Regions from separate parts of the Mus musculus genome. Here region 1 is linked to region 2. The links are chromatin contacts, called in public Hi-C maps. All regions are on one chromosome and are shown on one strand. The core of a region is the stretch at or near the end of the contact, and the rest is flanking DNA. Distances in the headings are between cores, read along the strand shown. Region 1 has its middle 58 kb from the start of Gm51754. Region 2 holds the start of Dnaaf6 (dynein axonemal assembly factor 6).

Region 1 (5,112 bases), core at 137-2,636, 870 kb after region 2:
GAAACAAAGATTAGAGAATTAAAAGATGATGCACAAGCATATAGACATGAGGCCTTTGTTCTCCCAGCTACTTCAGATGGCAGTACCTAGAGAGATATTAGAGAGAGCTAGCTGCTTTACTTGCACACATTTAAAAACTTTCTAAGAAATCACTTTAACCCTAGCAGTCTGTCACCTTTCTGTTATTACCTAAAAGTAGTTACTGAAGACTGCTGTCTCTGAACCAGGAAACTGCAAGAGCTGTGCCCAGCTATTCGTGAGGATAAACGAGGCTGCGTAAACCTATGAGGAAATGTGCTTTTGCTCTGTGTTTCGTTTCTCTTTTAAGGAAGCAGAGGTTGGGACTAATGATCCATGACTCATAAAATTTATGTAAATTTAAGAATTTCTAAAAAATATTAGTAATAATGAGCCAAGGCTTGATGATGTAGCTTTAATAAATAGGAGACTGGGTTCAGACTCTCTGGTCAGGAGAAGGAAGAAAGGAGAAGAAGGGAGAATAATGAGAATCTTTGGAGAACAGAGAGAGCACTTGAACTGACAGCTTGCATCCACTTCTGACTCTAAGACATTATTAAATCAGTTCCGCTCCCATTCCCCCTCTCTCAAGACCCTCCTCATGCTGAGTTTGGACCTAAGCGGTTGACTTCATTATTTGCCACCCCTTGTGCATCTGGGAACTGGAAACCTGACTGAGAGTGACAGAAGTATAAGAAAGACAGACACAAGTAATGCAGAGCTGGGGTCAGGTGGGCTAAGCACTCTGAGATGGACTAACAGCACAGCATGTTTGTTACATACAGCATGAGTGAGTCAGAAGGTTAGCTCATCTCAGTGAGAGATCTCTGTAGGGACGAAGTCTCAGGGGGATAAAATCCTTCAGTCACTCAGGACAAGCGAACAGCAGTCCCTATTCTTGTGCATACTTTTTTGAACTGAAAGGTCAAACATATATCAACCCCCATACCTGGACTAAGGGAAGGACTTACCTTTCTCCTTCAGCAGACCCAAAGAAAACCTTGCCATTCCTGTGAGTCTGAGACATTGAGGTCCTCAATATGGCCGTGCTTGCCAGGGTATACTCACTCCCTACAATTATTAATTTTTATGGTCAAAATATTTTCTCAAATGAATTGCAAAGGTTCTAATTCGTTGAACTAGCAAGATTGCTTTATTAGGAGACTGTTCCAGTACATAGATTCCACCCTTAAGGAAGCCCCTGATTCTTCATTCTTACATCTATTTGAACATTGTAACCAATGCAGTACCATTCTGTTCATGAGGAAGCATGCATATTTTCTGTTTACAGCTTGATCCTGCTTCAGGCTTCTAGAATCCTTCCTTTTCAGGAACAATCCTATGTAAGATTACTCACATGCCAGCTTGGTCATTCTGTTGCTATGGTTTCCCAGCAGTCATTGGATATGCTTTGTTGCTTGAAATTATGCCTCAGCATATCCTTATAGAATTTCATTTTTCTGCCGTGATTTTGGTTTGCATAAAGCAGTTATTCAGCCAGCTATTGTAATCCATTTGTTTTTTACTAAGTTTATTTGACTCCAGCAGAAGTGAATGTTTTTCCAAGATTGTGTTGGTTCAGAATTTATGGAGGCTTGTCATGTTAGGCAGACCCTACTGCAAAATTGCTACTGCATGAAGTTGAACAAGTGCCAGGATCTTGGAATCTGGTTTCATGCCACCCTGAATCTGGGACACACTATTTACCCAAGAAGAGATTCAAGGTGACACATCTGTCACTTGCACCTGAGGAGTTACCTTTTGTCCACTGTGACATGTTGGAAGTACTGACATTTAGAATAACATCTAAATCTGTGGCTTACAGTCAAATTATAAATTGTACACTAACACCATTCTATGGGCTATTAGCTTGGATAGGAGCATTTTGCTCTGTTGGTGACACACTTTACTAGCTAGCCTTTCTGAGAACATGCTGGCTTTCTTTATTTTGTTCTCTATTTCCTTGACAACATGCTGTGTAATGATATTTTGCCAAAATAATACAATTCAATAGTAGATTTTATTTTTCATCGCCAGTAAAGAATTTATGTTCCTCTACCATGGTGTAGTCTTTTACCTCTGTAGACGTTAGACTTATCATTAAGTACCTCACTGGATAGTAATTAATAAATATTTATTCAAGTAATTTTATGAAAATCAGAAATAAAAAATAAAAGAATAAAATCTGTTTCCTGAGAAGTGTCCTGTTCTGTATCCCAATTCAGGCTGTGATCAAATTTACTCTATACCACAGGCTAGCTGCACATGTTACTACCACCTTAGCCTCCTGACAGATACGATTATAAGCATACCCCAACAATTTAAGTGATTTGATTTTAATTTTTGAATCAAATTTATTTTTGCAAATTAATCCTCCTACATAAACTTAACATTTAAATTCTTGTTATTTAAATTTTAGAAAATTTTAAATTCTAGAAAATAAAATGTAAAGCAAACAAGAGCACAGCGGAAAATATTGATTAATCTTCATAAGCTCTTTAAAGCTATTGATATACCAAAGTTATACTTTACACACATGTACTCTTTTTAAATCTAGTGCATAAATATTTATATATTTCATTTTATGTCAAATACTTTTATATCCTTTACATGCTAGATGATATCTAAGGTACATTTTTCCATGAAACTTACAACACTAATTCTACATATTAGGAGAGAAGCCTACAATGCCCATTCTCTTAAATTTATCCATGGCTACAGAATATAAGTTAATTACTGATTAACTGAAACCCTTGGAAGGAATGGTAATTATTTGACCTGGCTAGTTAAAAGGCAACTCTATCAACTAACTTGTAGAGTAATTTTAATCATGCAACATGGCTGTTTTGGCAATGGATCACATCCAAAGACATTCTTTCAACCCAGTATCTGTCCTGTCTAAATGAAACAGTGACTCAGGGAATGGACAACCAATGAGAACCTCAACTTGAGACTCCCATGGTTGGGCACCAATACCTGACACTATTAATGACACTATTAATTATTAATGATACTGTAAGTTATAATTGCAGACATGAGCCTAACATAGGTGTCCTCTGAAGGGCTCTACCCAGCAGCTGACTGAAACAGATGAAGATACCCACAGCCAAAAATTTGATGGAAGTCAGGGACCTTTATGTAAGACTTGTGGGCAGGATTAAAGGCCCAGAAGGGGATAAGAAACCCACACAAAGATCAACAGTGTCAAGTCACCTGAAGTTCTTGGAGCTCTCAGAATCTGAGCCACCAACCGAAGTACATACACAGGCTGGAACAAGGACCCTGGCAAATATGCAGCAGAGGGCTGCCTTGTGTGGCCTCAGTGGGAGAGGATTCACCTAATCTGATAGAGACATGATGCACCAGGATGGGGGGGGGGATATAGAGTCACCTTCTTGGAGGCAAAGGGGAGGGACTGTGGGAGAAGGGACTCTGAGACAGGGAGGCATTTTGGGGTATTAAAAAATCATTTAAAAATGATTCAATAAGTCTTACAGTGTCAATTTTTATATTCAATTAATTTTATTATTATGCATTTCACTATGGCAAGCAAAAATTTTTATATTATTGGTAGTTCCAATATGCACAGGTTTAAGGGAAAGTATTTTGCACCAAAAGTGCCACATAATGGGCAAATGTTCAATGCTAAAAGTTAAAAGACTATATTTTCTATTGACAATAGATTATCAGTCATATATTCACCATTAAAATCCATTTATCCTTGAGGATTTCTTACGGTGTAAAATTTGAATCACTCTTACATGACCTTGAAGTGAACTCTTTAAAAGCTTTACTGTCAAAAATCTAGAGTAATAGTTGGACACTATTTAAACTACTATTTTATGATTTAACTATAATTTTATTGAAATAATTCATGTATTTTGATATACTAAACTATATAAGTGCTACATATTTATGTTTTTTGATAGCTAGGTTATAAAACATGTTTTGGTAGTTTGATTTTTTAATTGACAAACCCCCCAAAAAACTGTCTAGACAATGAATTGATCAATTAACAAATTTATTTTGGTAATAACCATTTGTCTCAAATAAACTGCTAAGTAGCTTTATTTAAAACAAACAATCAATATATTAACATGAATTTGGATTGAACTTTGATCCTTGGTATATATTTTTAAGTGAGTAGATATAATATTAATTGAAGAGATGACCAAGTTTGGGTATGAGAAATGGGAGATAAAAAAGAAACCCTACAAGAAATTGCTACTATAAATTGTGTTTGAATGTATAGCAGGTGCCCATACTGTTGATTGAGGCTGGGATATAATTAATAAATGGTATTATGAAGAAATAATTAAAATTTATGTTCCTTATTTATGAAGACAAAACTGCTTGAAAACAAGTATACACTAAAATGTGTAGGCATGGATCTAACAAAAGATAGATAGCAATAGTGGTCATCAGATGGCAATTAAAATCAAGGATGTGAAGTGAAGATAGAGACAATTTTCAATTCATCCTTGAAGTCTCCTATTTTAGATGGTATGTAGGAGCAATAAAGCTCAAAGGAGTCTAAAAGGTGTTGATGAGAAAGAGGTTTTCAATGGGAGAGTAATCATGTGTGTCAAGTTAAATAGCACACTTTTAGCTGGGCCATCATATTTCAACACTACATATCTTTCCTCTCCCCCAAACTCTTAAGGTTTCTGGTTTAATATTCATCTCTGTCCTTGGTATTTTAAGTCATGTATATGCAACAATTCATTCTGTCATGGAGATTTTATTTCACCTCTAATAAAATGTCTATCAAAGAAAGTTTTCCGCTATTCATCTTTATATGCCCTACAAAATATACTCAATATAATTCTGAAAATGTACTCAGAAATAATTTTTAATTGCATCATATTATTTCTAATAAGAATGCCATCATATCCACCATTAAAATGCAAATGTAATTATTGATGAAGTATTAAATTAGTCTTTCATCATCAAGCCAACACTAAAGTTTGTTGCTGACGTCCACAGTTTCCAGATTTGAATATATATTTATTTCATTTTTTCTCCTCAAAAGTTCTTCTTTGACTGACTTTTAATCATCATTTCCTGAAAACACAGTTAAACTAATATGCTAGT
Region 2 (4,618 bases), core at 1,236-3,735:
GAGTGTTCACCGCCTTTCAAAGGGACTGGAATTCAGTTCCCAACACACACATTGTAACTCTAGTTCTAGAGGAATCTGACACCTCTAGTCTTCGAGGGCACTTCCGCTTTGAAAATCCCACAAGCTTCAGTCTCTTTAAAATATACGAAGTCTCTTTAAGGTTCAAATCTCCCTAAAGTTCGAAAGACTTTTAAACTGGGGGCTCCTATAAAATAAAATATAAATTACATACTTATTTCAAAGAGGAAGAGCCAGGGCACAGTTACAATCAGAATAGAGCAAAACTGAAGTCCAACCATGTAAAGACTTATGGGACTCATGATCTCCAATTGGCTTGGAAAAGCTTCTCCTCTCTGGCTCTGCCTCGCACAACATGCACAGCACATCAGGCTGGCTCTACTCTACAGCTGCGCCCATATTGGCTATGCATTCTGTCGTACTGGCATCTCCAAAGTTCTGCGGGCTGCACTGTGACAGGTCTGCACCTTTTCCAATAACCTCTTCTGAGCTCTCTTTGGGGACTCTGGCTATTCTACAGGGTGTTAAGCCTCAATTTTCTCCCATGACATCTGTAATCCTGGGCTTCACTGTACCTGAGGCTGCACCTTCACCAAGGGCCTTGCCAGGCTCCAAGCCTCAGCTGTTCTCCATGGCTCCTTCATTCCTTTTAAACCAGCACCACCTGGGAAACTCTTACACATTACAAAGTTTGGCTGGCAGCAAATGCACATACAGCCTGAATCCCATCTGGATCATAGCTTCTGTATGCCAAACTTGAGGAAACCCTTTTCAGAAAATTTTACCTCAACAATGCTAGTCTCTTCTTAATCTCAATAGACTCTTCAGATCCCAGGTGATTAAAGAACCACAGATCTTTAATTTAAAATATCACCCAAACAAGTCCGGTAGTTTTTATTGCAATTGATTGATTGATTGATTGATTGATTGATTGAGGCAGGTTTTCTTTGTGTAGCCCTGGCTCTCCTGGAACTCACACAGTAAAAGAGGCTGGCTATGAACTCAGAGATCCGCTTGTTTCTGCTTCCTGAGTGCTGGGACTAAACGCATGCACCACCTCACCTGGCCCTTGTAGTCTTTATATCCTTGTGAAACTCACAAACCAAGTCTGCACTGCCTACATAGCTCTCAGCCTTCTTATCTTCCAAGCTCCCATAGAATAATAGCTTATTGAGCTCTGAGCACCAATGGCTATTCTGTCCATTTTTTCCACACCCCTCCCCAACTGCAAACAATATGGTTAGGTGTATTCCACAGCAATATCCCACAGTCTGGCTAGTATTTTTCATCTTAATTATGATTCATATGGTTGTGATCAAGCATCATGTCCAAAAGCAAATGGGTGGGAAAAAAAGCTTATTCTAGCTCACAACTTTCAGATCACACTCCATCACTGAGACAACTCAGAGCAAGAACTCAAGGCAAGAACATGGAGGCAGGAATTGAAGTACAAGCCATGGAGGAGGGCTGCTTACTGCCTAGACCCCCAAGGCTTCCTTAGCCTTCTTTGTTACCTTCTTTGTTATGTAATCCAGGACCACCTGCCCAGGGGTAGTACTGCCTACTGAGGGCTGGCCCTCCCACATCAATCATTGAGAAAGTGTCCTCCATTTTTGCCTATAGGCCACTTTTATTTTCTCACTTATAATTCACTCTTCCTGGGCTGGAGAGATGGCTGTGTAATCAAAAGCTAGTCGAAACACAAGATTCTTTCTTCCCACCTAGATCTTGGTTAGGTATATGTCAGGTTGGCACAAGTAAAGTAGCGGAGTAGTGTTTTGTCTTCATGTATGTCTGCATACCACATGTGTACCTGGTGCTCACTGAGGTCAGAAAAAGATGCCCCGCAACTGAATTACAGAGTTATAAGCGTCTATGTGGGTGCTGAGAAATAAACCCCAGTTCTCTGGAAGAGCACTGAACGTTAAGTGCTGAGCCACCACTCAACTCCCTCCCAAATAAAAATAAAATACTTTAGAAAAGGAATAGAAACCCACTCAGGTTTTAAAAATGATGCTTAGGAGGAGTGGGGGCGGAGTGGAGGAGGGGGAGAAAAGCTCACTGCAAAAAGCTTGCAGGACAAATGGTAACATCCTGCTCTTACCTCTGTGGCTGAGCCAGCTGGGTATCTGGTCTTCAAAGTAAAGGCAGAGGTGGGGAGAGGCAGTCTGAGAGAAGCGGGAGGACCCGGACTACCGCAGAGAAGCTGTGAACTCTCAGGAGCTAGCATGATGGATCCCACAGCCTAACCCAGGTCGATCTACTTAACTAGAAATGGCAGCCATAGACCCTGAACGGGACGAGCTGGGATTGGCTGCTGCTGGTATTGTTTCAAAGGAGACTCTCCTGTGATTGGCTAGCAGAGTCAAGCAGGAACTAGAGGTGGAAAAGGGAAGTTCAACAAAGTTGTTACCCAGGCAACAGAGCAACGCACAGCGAGTGGCAGTTTATTTTCGGCTCCTAGGCTGTGAACAGCACTGACCAAGCACCTGGGATCCAATTCAGACCTTCTTCCACATTTAGCAAGCACTCTACCCTTGAGGTACACTCTTATCTATATTTGAATAATGGAATCAGAAAATGCTGAAGCTGAGAATGTGGTAACAGGGAATTTGGAAGCAAAGAGCAAGGAAGGTAAAAATATGCAATTTGTGACATTGTCTTCTGCCTGGTCCCTTCAAGCACTATCCAGTCTCCTCAATCCCGAAGAAGAGGATGGTTTTGATTTTGAACAGGGGCAATGCTCATTTACTATTGGAGCCATGGGCCCTGGGAATATTGGACCACCTAAAGCAAAAGAGTCCAAAGCTATTCCTGAACCCAGGAGTGATGAAAGTGAGAACATCTGGAATCCAGAAGAGGTTCCAGAAGGAGCAGAGCATGATGATATATGGGATGTTCGTGAAATTCCAGATTATGAGATTGTATTCCAACAAACTGTGGGAACTGAGGACGTATACCTAGGATTAACAAGAAAGGATCCTTCAACGGCATGCTGCCAGGAGCTGGTGGTGAAAATTAAACTGCCCAATACAAACCCTTCTGAAATTCAAATTGATATCCAAGAAATGCTCCTTGATCTTCGCACTCCTAGAAAGAAGCTGTTAGTAAACTTTCCCCAGCCCGTGGAACGGAACAGTGCTAGAGCATCCTATATCTGGGAAGCTGAAACACTTGAAGTCAGGATGACCGTCCAAAGGGATTTGGATTTTAATATTTCCTGAAACTGTATGAATAAGAAGAGATAGAAAGAAATCATGACAAGAACATTTTTTTTTCTACCTTTGAATACTGGTTGTTTATGTTCTCCCCCCACCCCCGACATATTTTAGAAAGGTTCAGAATTTTAGTGGTGTTTTGATCAAATATAGTCAATTCTATTACTGTTATGACATATGGTTGTTTCATACAATAAGGTGCTGTTCCATTTCTATAGTGAGAGCTGAATAAAATATTTTCAGGTTAACCATCTAGGTTATTACATGGTCAATCACACAGCAGAGCTATGACCATGAAATAAGTGATTCACTTAAATCAGCAGTCTGAAGAACTTCAGCTAACTAATTACATTACCATACAATCTGCTACATAGGGATTTGTCATTATTGTCACCAGAAAAATTCATTTGGTTGCTTTTTCATTGATTTTAACATGATTTAGGATGTTTTCAATCTAGGGCTTCAATATTGTTCTGGAACATATAAGTAAGAAAGGACTATAAATAATTTGCTGTGTCCTGTGAGACACATGTTTATTTGAAAAAGTAATATTTATAGATATATGTGTAGATTCATTTTCTCTTGTTTCTATCTTCCTAACTGTACATTATTATTTTTATAAATTTTCCGTGTTCCTTGTATTTTCTGTACTATTGAATGAGTTTATTTCATTACTATTTATTAAAAACGTATATTTTAAAAAATGATGCTTAAAATCAGTTTAAATATCAATTAGGATAAATGGAAAAAATTAAGGTACATTTTTCTTCTGTATTTCTGTTTCATGTATTTAGATATTTTGATTAGGTGGAAGACAGGCCACTGAGGCATTCAAACCAGAAATGGAAATTATATAGTTAAAGTCACATGATGACTCCTCTACATTGTCATCCAGAGACAGAACAAGGGACAGAAAGGTGAACCAGGAGATAAAAAATGAAGTGGTCAGATGGATTGTTCTGATCACTAAAGTCGTGGTTCTCAACACCGCCTATACATGTGGTTACCCAGGGAGCTTTAAAAAGTGCTGAGGCTCAGGCCACTCCAGACATCGAGAAGTGATTGATCTGGGCCAGTGTCTGCGAAAGACCAGGGCTTTGAAAGTATTGAAATGTGACCAGAGGGGCAGCTGAGTGGTGCTTGTCCTTGGCCAGTAAGGACTGTTGACCATCAATTCTGCTGTGATTTACACGGTGGTTTCTAAAATTGCTGTGAAGAACGACTTCACAGGTTGTCAATGGCAGCATCTTGGACCTCTGCTCAGCTTGACTAAACAGAGTTATTCTTCCAAAATATGCAATTATGAAAACACCTCTGTCGTGACATTTCGGCAGCCCCCCCCCGCCCCCCCCTACGGAGGAATGGAATTATGTTATCTGTTT

What was found. A called contact is a pair of places that touch in the nucleus more often than the background predicts.
Region 1: a Hi-C map of cortical neurons shows a contact between it and region 2, with 1.8 times the contacts expected there. The contact joins the enhancer-like site here to the promoter of Dnaaf6 in region 2. A contact is called at or near these places in 3 of 39 promoter capture datasets (cranial neural crest, hippocampal neurons and maxillary cranial neural crest) and 1 of 484 Hi-C or Micro-C datasets (cortical neurons).

Annotation. Positions count from the first base shown.
Region 1 is chr1:32,091,790-32,096,901 of GRCm38.p6, forward strand. No RefSeq gene overlaps it. Among named protein-coding and RNA genes, the nearest start is that of Gm51754, 58 kb to the right of the region's middle. Within about 2 kb of position 1,387, at least 4 of the 459 cell types and tissues checked have an H3K27ac peak or open chromatin away from gene starts, as enhancers often do. A contact at or near this core is called in cortical neurons, where this site is marked.
Region 2 is chr1:31,220,354-31,224,971 of GRCm38.p6, forward strand. Dnaaf6 (dynein axonemal assembly factor 6) reads left to right here and starts at 2,486. Exons shown (of 1, transcript NM_029062.2): 1 at 2,486-3,934. The coding sequence starts at 2,586. The coding sequence ends at 3,242. 4931428L18Rik (RIKEN cDNA 4931428L18 gene) reads right to left here and starts at 2,303. Exons shown (of 3, transcript NR_033445.1): 1 at 2,123-2,303.